Linked DNA regions of Mus musculus: all the other regions are linked to region 1. The links are chromatin contacts, called in public HiChIP or PLAC-seq, Micro-C and promoter capture Hi-C maps. All regions are on one chromosome and are shown on one strand. Each heading gives the region's core, a stretch centred on a gene start, on an enhancer-like site or on the middle of the called end of the contact. The rest is flanking DNA. Distances are from core to core; before and after follow the strand shown. Region 1 holds the start of Dpysl4 (dihydropyrimidinase-like 4). Region 2 overlaps Inpp5a (inositol polyphosphate-5-phosphatase A). Region 3 overlaps Inpp5a (inositol polyphosphate-5-phosphatase A). Region 4 has its middle 3.5 kb from the start of Gm32571.

Region 1 (2,685 bases), core at 49-2,548:
GATTTGGGGGAGCAAGCAATACTGTGATATACACTATCTAGATGAATGGGAATTCCAGTGAGCCCTCTCTCTTTTCATGAACACTGCTTGACTAGGCAGGAGACTGCTACCTCCATCTCTACTCACTGCCAGCTAGCTGGTGGGACTTTTCCCTCAGGCCTGGACCCCTAGGAACAGTAGGCAGCCAAAAGGCAGGAACTACTTTTGGTTCCTCTAATAGGAGAAGAGGACTCCCCGTAGAAGGCTAGGGAGCTGACCTCTCCAACAGCCTGATTAGACTCCAGAGCTCTTATGATGAGAACAAGTCTAGAGCTTTTTAAAGACCTCCCGGAGCCCGCGACCTGGTCCAGCTGATCCCAGCTCCCTTTCCCTTCCCCCGAGGCTTCCAGCAGCCCCATTGGGAAGGCTTTGTTTCCTGGCCGGCAGGGTGGACACACTGACCTCTCACTTTCTGCGTGTCTGTATTGAGGAGGTCTGTTCTGAAAGGGGGCTCTGTAGGGATGTTGGTTTCAGTGGTCAGTTAGTACTCACCTCTCCGTGGAGTCTCCGAACCCGGCTTCGTGCAGGGGCTCGGGGCCTCCAGGGACATCAGATCTACTAGCCAGGGCTAAATCGCTTTGTCTCGGACAAAGCGCTAGAGACACGAAAGCGGCGCGCCCAGGGGGTAGACGGCCACGGGCTGCTCTGGGAGCAGCTTCGGACGTCCGAGTGCCTTGAGGCCCCGGGGCCAACAAAGGCTGTGTCCGCCGGGCGTCCTGGAGACAGAGCTCCAGGCAATGTCCACTTGAACCCCATCCGCCACACGCTAGACCCAGCAGGAGGCCGGCCACCTATGCTCCGGCTAGCAGGCCGCTCGCGTACCCGGCCTCTCCAAGCGGATCACCGGATTCCGGAGAGCTGGCGGGGCCGCGGGCCTGTGCGCCGACTGCGCAAAGGGTTCCGCGCGGCCTGGAGAGCTCTCTCCGCTGCTGGCGGCGCGCGAAGGAGAGGGCAGAAAAGGTGGCGCTGGGCTGGGGACTGGAGCAGGTGTGGGACTCACGGACAGGGCCGGGAGGGTCGTCCGTTGAGCGTGCAAGCCAAGCCACTCCCGCCGTGGGCAAGGGGCGCAGACGCAGCGAGGGCGGGGGCCCGACTCACCGTTATCCGGGGAATGCTCTTCTTGCCTTGGAAGGACATCCTGATACACGGGCGGGCTGAGTGTCCTCGGTAGGGGCTGCGCGGGCGTGGACGTACCGACGAGGACACGCGCGGAGCTTAGGAAGTCCGAGTGTGAGCTAGCCCGGCTCTGGGCTCCGATTAGCTTATTTGCATCCAGGCCCCGCCCACCGACCGTCATTTGCATCCGGGCCCCTCCCCCTTGCTCCCGTTTGTGCTGGTTTGCTTGGAAATCTTTCCCTTTTCCTTTTCTTTTCCTTCCCTCTCTCCCTCCCTTCCCCAAGAGCATCCTGGAGGCCACAGGCTGGGACCACTGCACCCCGGTCCACCTGTGCGGAGTAGAGAAGGATGACTTACGACCTGTCAGGACCATCACTTATGAAGTTTGCAATCAGGGAATGACAGGAGAAGAGTTACCTGGCCAGCCTGGCCGCACCTAGCCTTGTTCTGTGGTGGCCCGAGGCATCCTAGGCTCCAGGGTTCAAAACTAATTCTCACATCTAGGTGGAGGAGCCAAAATCTAGCCTAGCATCTCTAGCAGAATCCATACATATTCAAGGAATGGTTCCGGGTTGGAGCGCAATCCCCTAGCCTGGTGTGACCGCGGGACTAGGGAGTGGTGATGCCTAGGCCAAACTGTTCCTTGGCAGGTCACACCAGTCTAAGGTAGGAGGTGGGTAGTCATTGAAGTGGCAGAGAGAAACAACCAAGACAAAGATGAAAGGGCTGGACTGGACACTGCCAGGGAAGACCGAAGAGGAGACTCTGTAGAGAAATCCAGGTGGGACCAGGACCGATAGCTAGCCAAGCTTCCTGCCCCAAACCTGAGTCCTACTTCCTTTACCTGCTGAGGCCTGCAGACTGGGGCCACATTGGGCAGGCCCCAGGGACAGGTTGCGTTGGCTGGATCATCTCTGCCTGGCTCTTTGGGGGCCCTGTGGTTCCTGGTGTAGCTCACCAACCTGAGGACTTCTTCAGGCTGTCGGGTGGTGCATCCATCGATAGCTCTTATTTTCCAAGACATCCTCCGCACAGCAGAAGAAAACACCAAGCTTAAGCCCAGCCAGAGGCTTCACAGACATGCAGGGTAGGGCCGGCTATCACAGTGGGAGTAGGATATTTGCAGCCAGGTGACCCCAACCCCTAGCATGAGGCCTGCATGTGGAATGGGGCAGTGCTGCAACCTCTTGGGCCCCCTCGGAGCCCACATAAGCCTTTCTGTACTGATGCTGTCCATAAACAGAGGGTGCTGAAAGCGTTGGGCCAGGCCAGAGGCACCAACTGTCCTGAAGAACCCTGGCGACTTGCCCTCAGGACACAACTTCCACCCCACTCCCAGAAGGCAGGGCAAGAGCTGTGAAGCTGGTGTCTACTCCAAGTGCTGTGGCAGCATCCATGCTGGACCATGATGCATCCATGCTGGACCATGATGCATCCATGCTGGACCATGATGCATCCATGCTGGACCATGATGCATCCATGCTGGACCATGATGTAAGAAGAGGGTCTAAGGACCAGCAAGGACAGCCT
Region 2 (2,685 bases), core at 117-2,616, 440 kb before region 1:
AGCATGAAACAACTCTTTTCACTGGACATAAAAGTTAAATGTCCCAATGTTGATCAAATTAACTTCAGCACTGTGACAATGGACTGTGTTTGTGAGAAAATAATGGGGGGACAGAGGGGTGCTTTATGCCAGGGCTTCACAGTTGTAATGTAAAAATGTCTCTGTTGAACTAGCTAGGCCACATTTCAAAGAGGACACTGAAGGCTCCTGTCACTTGGCAGAAAAAAAAAAATCTCATCTCATGGGCCGAGCACTCAGTAAGGTTTTAGGGCATGCTCACAGTTGCTGCCTCAGGGTCCTGGTTTAGTCACCCCAGATGCCCCCAAAGGGCTAACCTTGTGTCAAGAAGAGAGAGCACACCAGTGAGCAGCGCAGGTGCTGCCTGGAGCCATGGGAGGGTGGCAGCCTCTCAGCATCCCAGGCCCTAGCACAGATGCCTCCAACTTCCTGGTCCTCTGGACCTGCCTGAATTTCTCAGAGCCTGGCACACTCTTTACAGACTATGGGTTTTCTTTTAAAATCTTTCATTAATAGTGTATGGTAGTACATGTCTTTAATCCAAGCACTTAGATGGCAGAAGCAGGCAGATCTTTGAACTCAGACGTTCAAAGCCAGCCTGGTCTACAAAGCAGGTTCAGGCTGCTAGGGCTAACACTGTAAGATGCTGTCTCAGGACAAAATAACCCCTCCACACACATACATACATGTGTGTGCACACACGACTTTAGGCTAAAGAGTAGGCTCAGTGGTTAAGGATACGTGTTGCTCTTACAGATGGTCTGGGTTTGATTTCCAGAATCCATATGGTGGCTCACAGTCCCAGGAAAGCCAATGTTCTCTTTGGCCTCCATGAGTACTAGGCACATATGTGATATACATTTGGGTAAAGCGTTCATACACATAAATAATAAATCTCAAAACGTTTAAAAGTCTTTTATAACTAGATATTTAAAGCTAAAACCTCATAAAGTACACAAACACAGAAACACTACCATCTGACACAATTAGTGTTGGCTAGCCAGGCAAAGCATGGTGGCTCACAAGAGCTCAGGCAGCAGAGGCAGGAGAATTGCTGTGAGCACCAGGCCAGCCTAGGTTACAGAGTAAGTTCCTTTCTAAAGCAACAGAAGAAAGAAAGAAAGAGAGAGAGAGAGAGAGAGAGAGAGAGAGAGAGAGAGAGAGAGAGAAAGAGAAAGAGAAAGAGAAAGAGAAAGAGAAAGAGAAAGAGAAAGAGAAAGAAGATTAACAATACAAAGCAAACCTGCAAAGAAAAAGAAAGAATGTGAAGCCAGGCAGTCCTGCAGTGAGGTCTCAGCCCCTCCCTGGCTCCCAGGTGTGTCAGGTGTCTTTGCATGTGGCTCTAGTACAACCAGGCAGGCAGGCAGGCAGGCAGGCAGGCAGGCAGGCAGGCATACCTCACAGCTGAGGCTCTGGAGAGCTGTCAGAGTTGACCCTTGGACTTGTTTCTTTATAACTTCTATTAAAATAATCTTAGATTTGGAGAAAAGTTATGACATACAGGGCCCATTTTAATACCATCTTTCTTTCTCTTTTGTGGACAGGGATGCAAGACTGTTCATCCCTGGGTCTAATGCCCCACTTCTCATCTCAGACTAAGACAGGGACCTACTGGCTGGACAGGGAGATTAAACCGAGAAGCCAGCCTCTCTATCTCAGCCTCCTCACTGTCTCCTGCAGCTCCGTGGGGCTTGCAGACAATGCTCACACGGTTCCCAGTGCTGCTGTGAATACAGCGCTGTTGGTGGCGGTGTCCATTCAAAGGCCAGTACAGCATTGTCCTCCCCAATCAGCACAGTAGAATGCAGTCTGCTGGTGGCTGCCAAAAGGTTAGCCTCCCGATGAAAGGGCGGGCCATTATTCACCACTCCCGCAGAGCGCCCCTTTGTGCCCAGCAGCCCAGCCCTACACTGCGGAGGTCCGGATCTGCGGCTGGCTGAGCTCGCCACAGAAGCCATTCATTGGGATGCAAAGATGCACAAAGGTGGCCCCTGGACCCAGAGGCTGCTTTTTTGGAGGCTGGAGGCATGGTGGTGTAGGGCAATGACATATTCTAATGCCTTACCACACTGACAAGCTGACCATGGTCACCAGGACTGATGGACATTTGGTCTCTCTCTCGGCTCCCAGCTCCCTGGGAGGTCCCAGAAAAAGGGCCATGGAGCAAACAGCAGGAAATGCCACACAGACAAGGCCTTTGCTGCTGGCTGCTGATTCACTAGCCTAGGAAGGCGGCCCCATGGAGGAACACACCACAACCACAGGGGCATCTGTCAGGGGCACCTACCCAAGACTCTGGCAATCTCCTTGAAATTGAGACATGATCCTGAGGTAAGACATTAGAGTTGAGTGCTATCCTTGGTCTTGATGGGGGCAGCAGCAGCCATTTTTCTATTCCCGGAGCTAGTGAGCAGCATTGCCATGGCCTCCACACAAACATAGATAGCTAAGCAGGGCCCATAGCAGAGGGTACACTTGGTCAAGTGTCAGGGGTCAGGGGTCAGAAAGAATGATTTGAGGATACCAAAGGATGAGGGTGCCTGGGTTCATAGACCTTGTGGGGAAGGCAGGCATGGACAGGAATTGGACATTTTGTTGGGACAAAGCACCTGAACCCGTTTCTAATTGCCTGAGCTGTATCCCACAGTAGAGGCTGAGTGAGGCTTC
Region 3 (2,685 bases), core at 66-2,565, 380 kb before region 1:
GTGGTATTCAGCACCTACCTATTTCCCTGGGGCCAGTGCCTCGAGCACACCCTGTGGGTGGAGATACCAGTAACTCATGCCATGTAGCAGCAATTGCAGACTCACAGCACAGGCAGGTCAACCAGGGCCACAGGCAGAGACAGCGCCACACAGTCATTAAGGAGAGATGAGCCCAGGGCTATCACGATCTTCAGTCTCACTGTCACTTACTTCATTATGTCACTTACTTCATATAATTTGATTCTTAATAATAGCAGCATCGAATGTCTGACCCACAGCTCCTGAGCACTCCGTAGGCTCCAGAGAGCTTGCCAGCCAGTTGTAGCTGCCCACTTAGCAAAGGGTGGAGTCAGCAGAGGAAAAGCAAGGGCTATCCAGGAACCACACAGGACTATGATTCTTGCTTTGCCACTGGCTTCAGAGGTCTCGAGCCACAGCTGAGAGTCTGTAGTGTGACTCCTCCCCTTAGATAAATGTTGTAAGGTATTAATGAGAATGTAGGAACCAAGTCCCCAGCACAGGAGGACAAGTGACACTTGTTTGGAATCAGCATTTGTGCCAAAGGCTACATCAAGGGCAAGCAAGATATCGTCATGATGGGCACAGGCTGTCCCACTCAAAACCAGAGAAGTTGGAGATCTCATGTAATATCCTCATAGCAGCTACAAGACAACCAGCTGGCCCCTGTGCTGGTCTGAACTGGCTGCCTGAAGGAGCTTTGTGCCCTTGAAGAGCCTGGGCAGGCAACATAGCTGGCTTGAGAGCAACACAGTCAGTTTTCTTGGTGAAGCCAGTGGACCTCACAGGTTGCCTGGCAGCAGGATGTCTGGAGGATAGAGCGTAAAGTCAGCTGCTATCAGATGTCACATCATGGCACCGCTGGTGGGAAATACCCTGGAAAATAAACTCCAGCCCTCCACAGGAAGTAGCTGTGGACTGCATGGAATTCCATTCAGTGCTGCCCTTGCTTGACAATGGGACTGACAGGTCTTCTCCAGGACACAAGGAGCCACTTCTGACTTAAAGATGACGCAGCTGCTGCAGAGAGGTTCTAGTGCCATTTCTGTGAATGTAGTCTTCAAGGAAAGCTCAAAAATACATTAACTAACATTTAATATAGTAAAATATTTGGAAAAGCGTGAACTAGACATTTTGGCCAGAAAGAGCACAGGGGTTTACATACACCATGCAGGCTGGAACACAGCCTTCCAACAATAAGTCCTTCTCTGTTTGGGACACAGTGCAGATGCCTGAGTACAGGGCCAGCTCAGCTCCCAGGAAGCCTACACTGTGAGCCTGTGGTCATCGACCCTGTACACTGCCAAGAGCAGAGCTAAAAATAGCAACAACCAGGCCTTGTTAGGTAGGTTTCCTCCAAAGAGGAGTACTGGTGACCTAAAAAGGAATTCCATCCTGCAGGCTGTACTACAGGAGCCCGGCCACCAGGATAAGCACTAGGGACAAAAGAGCTCTCTGGGCTGCGACCAATGCCAGGTTCTAAGCACCCACTGCCCGGGGCTCAGCTGGGGGCTCTACCACATCATATGGGCTGGGCAACAGGCACCCCATACCTGGGTCTGTGGTTCTCTAGTCTGGGATTCACTAGCTACAGCTCGTGGCTACAGCTCGTGGCAGGCCTCATCCAACGACCTCTCTCAAGTCCATGCCTAGCACAGAGGGCCAGCTTGGGGGCGGGGGGTCAGGGCGCACTGCTCTGCACAGGACACTGTAAATTTCACTGACCCTGTGAGCAGGCAATGTAGCTGGCCTAAAAGCACAGCCCAAGGTTTTTTGGTGAGGCCAGTGGCTCTTGCTGTGTTCTTCCCTTGTGGGCAAAAGTCCTAGCAGTTCCTATGGGGACTTAGGAGAAGCCTGCAGCCCGTGAAGAGTGACAGACAGAAGCTGTGGGACGAGGTCCTGTCTTTGGACCCTATGCTTAAGGAATTCTAAACTATACAGACTGATTCATTTTCATTTAAGAAGCCTGTGCCTCTAACTAAGATCAGAGCAAATTCAAACTGAAGACCGCATGCACAGAGCTGCAAGGCCTCCGCTAGTTTCCCTGGCTTTCCGGCAGGGCCATGGCCTTGTGAGCACAGCCAGAAAAGCTGTGGTGCCATTGGACAGCTCTCTCAGGAAGCTGCTTGCCACACAGAGTCTTGTAAAGTCCTTCTTCACTCTGGCCACCTCTAGCTCACTGGTGTTTACTGTGAGGCACACAGTAGAAAGGGGAGCCCCATCTGTGCAGTCCAGAGCCTCCAAGGTTCCCAGAGCCCCTGTCAGCTCCATGAGCTGTAACAAATGGAGGCAGTTTCTCAGTTGAGGTTCCCTTCTTTCAGATAACTCCAGCGTGTGACAAGTTGACACAAAACCACCGAGCACAGTCCTCATGGCCCAACCAACTTTCTTTTTTAAGTGTCTTGCTCCACCCATTTTCCTCTGGCATGACAAATGACACACAGCCTGTGCTGGAGAGGAAGGCCTGCAGCATTACTGAGTCTCCTGCCACTGTCCTCTGTTCCACCCTGACAGGAGAGGGTGTCACTCCTCTTCAGGGCCTGCTTCTCACACTCTGGCCTGACTCTGAGTGCGCAGCAGTCCTTCCCCCCCCCCCCCCCGACCCCACCACACACACCACAGATCCTCAGTCCTGCAGCTCCTCTCTCCACAAGGGCCTGCTCACCT
Region 4 (2,685 bases), core at 117-2,616, 280 kb before region 1:
CCAACCATGAGAAAAAGAAAACAGAGACAAAAAATCCAGACCCATGTCTCCTGACATAGCATGTCTCCCGACAGCTATGAGTCAAGGCCAACTATCAGATATGGCCACTAACCCTGGCAGAGTACATTCAAACAGAGCGCACAAAGTGTTCCTGACGGCTTGGTGACACAGACCATCCCTGCCATACTCCTGCATACATGCAGACAGGGCTTCCCCATGGGTTTTTTTTGGGGGGCAGGGGGGCGGGACTCTGGTAGAGGACATTTCCTACTTTTTTTTTAATGTATTGTTTACAGAGAAAAGTATCTTTTTATAGCCAGAAAGCTGTTTCCAGCTGAACTGCTCACCCTTACCCTGTGCTTGTGTTGGGGGCCAGGCTTGCCTGCAGGAGTCTGTCTCATAGGATCCTAGTCCCTGCTGGAGCTGGGGGCTGTGAAGGCTCAGCAGAGCCTGGGCTTGTTTGGTTCTCTAGCCTCTGGCTACAAAAGTGCCACTGTTTTAGGATAGGCAATTGGTCTGGGGTAGGTCAGTCTGAGGACAGCACAGTGCCCACGACCTCAGAAACTGACGGAAGGATTGGCTGAGGGTTCAAGCCCTGTCCAGTGTGGCTTCCGGGGCTGAGTCTGGGGTGGAGGTCGGGGTGTCCTTTGTCTGAAGTTGATGTGTGTGATGACGGGGTTGGGTGGGACGAGGGGCTGCTGTCCGTGGCTGCTTTCCCTGTGGAAACGGGTTATAGATTCAGGTGTTCCCCGACTGTACCAGATGCCCTGCATTCCCCTGCGGGCCAGATGCTGTCAGGAGAAGGATGTAGGCTGGCTTCCTGGCACTGCCCTCAGGTTCCAGGCTTGCCTTCAAATTCTTAAGTCACTTTTGAACAAGGATACCGTATTCTGTTTTGCCTTGCTTCCTCCTGCCCAACACAAGAATTGTAGAAGCAAGAGGTTCCTTGTGTCCAGAAAAAGACCCCACAGATGTTGGTGAATTGCTGGGGTCAGAGTCAAAGGCCTGAAGAGTCTCCTTGACCAAAGAGCAGTCAGAGTCAACAGGAACAGCCCCACCACAGTTACCAGGATGCATCAGGATAGAGGTCAGGCTGAGGAACCCCCAACCTGAGCAACAAGGTGGTATACTGGAGCCCCACAGCCCCTCAATGAACCCCCTCCCACCCCCCACCCCCCATTCTCCAGCAGCTCTGAACAGTGAGACCAGCCCAGGAGGATGGCTCTATCCACTCCTAATTATAACTTCCAGTGCTGGCCCAGCTAGCCGCTAGCTATTTTTAGCGTTCTCTAACCCAGCCCCCTTGTGACTCAGCAAGGTCCGGCTGGGATGAGAAAGTTGCTGTTGCCAAGGATGCTCCAGGGAAGAGAGCCGGGCAGCGCGGACCCTGGAGGTGGTGGGCAGGCCATAGAGCCTTCCCTTCCTTGGACCTTGGGCCTACAGAGCTCCGAGACAGCCTCAGCTGCTCTGCCCCTCCCCCACCCACCACTCCTGCACTTCTGGCTCAAAGCCGGCTCCTCCCCCACAGGCGAGCATGGAAAATCTGATGTCAGAATTCCAGCTTCTGCAAGGAATGTGGCCTGACCTTCACCTCCCAGGGAGCCATCTTGCCTGAGGCTCAAGGGGGTGGGCATATCCCCACCAGGCTTCTCTGGGCACTCTAAGACCCTCTCCACTTGAACAGGAGTACCCATCCTCCCCACCACAGCCTGCCCACCCTGGCCTACTACTGGTTTCGGCGTCTAGCCCTATTGCTGAGCACCCAAAGGTGCCAGGCAGCCTGTCACTGAGCTGGCCTCACCCCAAAAGCTCAGTTAATTACAGCTGCCCAGAAAAACAGCTTCTGAAGTGGGTCACAGGGTGAATGGGTAGCAGCGCGCGGGTTCCTACCCCAGCCAGGATCCCTGAACCTGAGCAGTATAGAAATCCCATCTGTGCAGTCCTGCAAGGGGTCTCCAGGATGGGGGAGGGTAGGTAGCAAAATAAAAGAAAGCTGGGGGCAGGATGAGTGCTGTGTACATGTGTAGACGTTTGTGCGTGTGGTATATACTACAGGTGTATGCTTGTGTGTACACAAAAACAGTGTTTGTATTTACACTCATTCCCTCAGGGCCAGACTCAGCATTGAGTAGGAACACCAGCCCAACAGGGGTGGGCACTGACCACCCTCCTACAGAATGGGAAGGCTTTGCCATGGGCAAAGGTGGAACTGTCCAGGAGCTGGAGTGGAGACCGGCAGGCCTGCTGAAGCCTTCCAAGTCCCAGTCCTTACAAGTTCTTAGAAGCCCTGGCTCTGCGCCTCCCTGGCAGCCCCAAGTAGCCTTTGAGTGCGGGAGACTGACCTAGGCTAAAGCGGAGACTGGTTGGCCTCTCCAGCTCTGCAGGAGGACGGGCATCCGTTGCTGTTTTCTGCCTTTCTGCCTTTCCTATGAAATGTCTGGGACTAAGTCTTCATGGAGCTTATGCCCTTGGAAGAGGAGGTTACCAAAACCCAGCTTGCTAATGTCCACAGTGGCGTCCGTCATTCAGTATTGGCCCTTTGTTCCTGTGCTTCAGCGTTAGAGTGCTTTCATACTGAGGGGAGAAAATTCATTCGTCAAGTCAGTTCCACCCTGTTAATCCTGCACTTGTTCGATATCTTCTAAGCCTGGCTTTAATAAAGCAGGGAAAATAGGAAGATTTATA

The links. Promoter capture Hi-C pulls out the DNA fragments that hold promoters and counts their contacts. Hi-C and Micro-C count contacts between places; a contact is called where the count stands out from the background. HiChIP or PLAC-seq counts read pairs in DNA pulled down with a chosen protein or histone mark.
Region 2: a promoter capture Hi-C map of embryonic stem cells shows a contact between it and region 1, with 3 times the contacts expected there. The contact joins the enhancer-like site here to the promoter of Dpysl4 in region 1. A contact is called at or near these places in 8 of 39 promoter capture datasets (the 3T3-L1 cell line, 3T3-L1-derived adipocytes, the HPC-7 cell line and 3 more), 1 of 115 datasets of contacts at active chromatin or transcription factors (embryonic stem cells) and 1 of 9 other capture datasets (liver).
Region 3: an H3K4me3 HiChIP or PLAC-seq map of stem cell-derived neural progenitor cells shows a contact between it and region 1, with 4 times the contacts expected there. The contact joins the enhancer-like site here to the promoter of Dpysl4 in region 1. A contact is called at or near these places in 15 of 39 promoter capture datasets (the 3T3-L1 cell line, 3T3-L1-derived adipocytes, cranial neural crest and 9 more), 1 of 15 datasets of contacts at CTCF or cohesin (embryonic stem cells), 9 of 484 Hi-C or Micro-C datasets (the HL-1 cell line, brown adipocytes, embryonic fibroblasts and 3 more), 12 of 115 datasets of contacts at active chromatin or transcription factors (cardiomyocytes, differentiating embryonic stem cells, embryonic forebrain and 5 more) and 3 of 9 other capture datasets (adipose tissue, embryonic stem cells and liver).
Region 4: a contact with region 1 is called in a Micro-C map of embryonic stem cells, with 1.8 times the contacts expected there. The contact joins the enhancer-like site here to the promoter of Dpysl4 in region 1. A contact is called at or near these places in 2 of 39 promoter capture datasets (HPC-7-derived erythroid cells and embryonic stem cells), 1 of 484 Hi-C or Micro-C datasets (embryonic stem cells), 1 of 115 datasets of contacts at active chromatin or transcription factors (embryonic stem cells) and 1 of 9 other capture datasets (liver).

The regions. Positions count from the first base shown.
Region 1 is chr7:139,084,614-139,087,298 of GRCm38.p6, reverse strand. It overlaps Dpysl4 (dihydropyrimidinase-like 4), which reads right to left and starts at 1,298. Exons shown (of 14, transcript NM_011993.4): 1 at 1,138-1,298. The coding sequence starts at 1,176.
Region 2 is chr7:139,528,077-139,530,761 of GRCm38.p6, reverse strand. The region is part of intron 8 of Inpp5a (inositol polyphosphate-5-phosphatase A); the gene reads right to left. Among named protein-coding and RNA genes, the nearest start is that of Gm33031, 53 kb to the left of the region's middle. Within about 2 kb of position 1,366, at least 45 of the 459 cell types and tissues checked have an H3K27ac peak or open chromatin away from gene starts, as enhancers often do. A contact at or near this core is called in embryonic stem cells and stem cell-derived epiblast-like cells, where this site is marked.
Region 3 is chr7:139,466,786-139,469,470 of GRCm38.p6, reverse strand. All of the region lies in intron 2 of Inpp5a (inositol polyphosphate-5-phosphatase A), which reads right to left. Among named protein-coding and RNA genes, the nearest start is that of Gm46004, 79 kb to the right of the region's middle. RefSeq lists an enhancer at 1-2,685. Within about 2 kb of position 1,315, at least 174 of the 459 cell types and tissues checked have an H3K27ac peak or open chromatin away from gene starts, as enhancers often do. A contact at or near this core is called in the HL-1 cell line, adipose tissue, embryonic fibroblasts and 5 more, where this site is marked.
Region 4 is chr7:139,363,027-139,365,711 of GRCm38.p6, reverse strand. No RefSeq gene overlaps it. Among named protein-coding and RNA genes, the nearest start is that of Gm32571, 3.5 kb to the right of the region's middle. Within about 2 kb of position 1,366, at least 195 of the 459 cell types and tissues checked have an H3K27ac peak or open chromatin away from gene starts, as enhancers often do. A contact at or near this core is called in embryonic stem cells and liver, where this site is marked.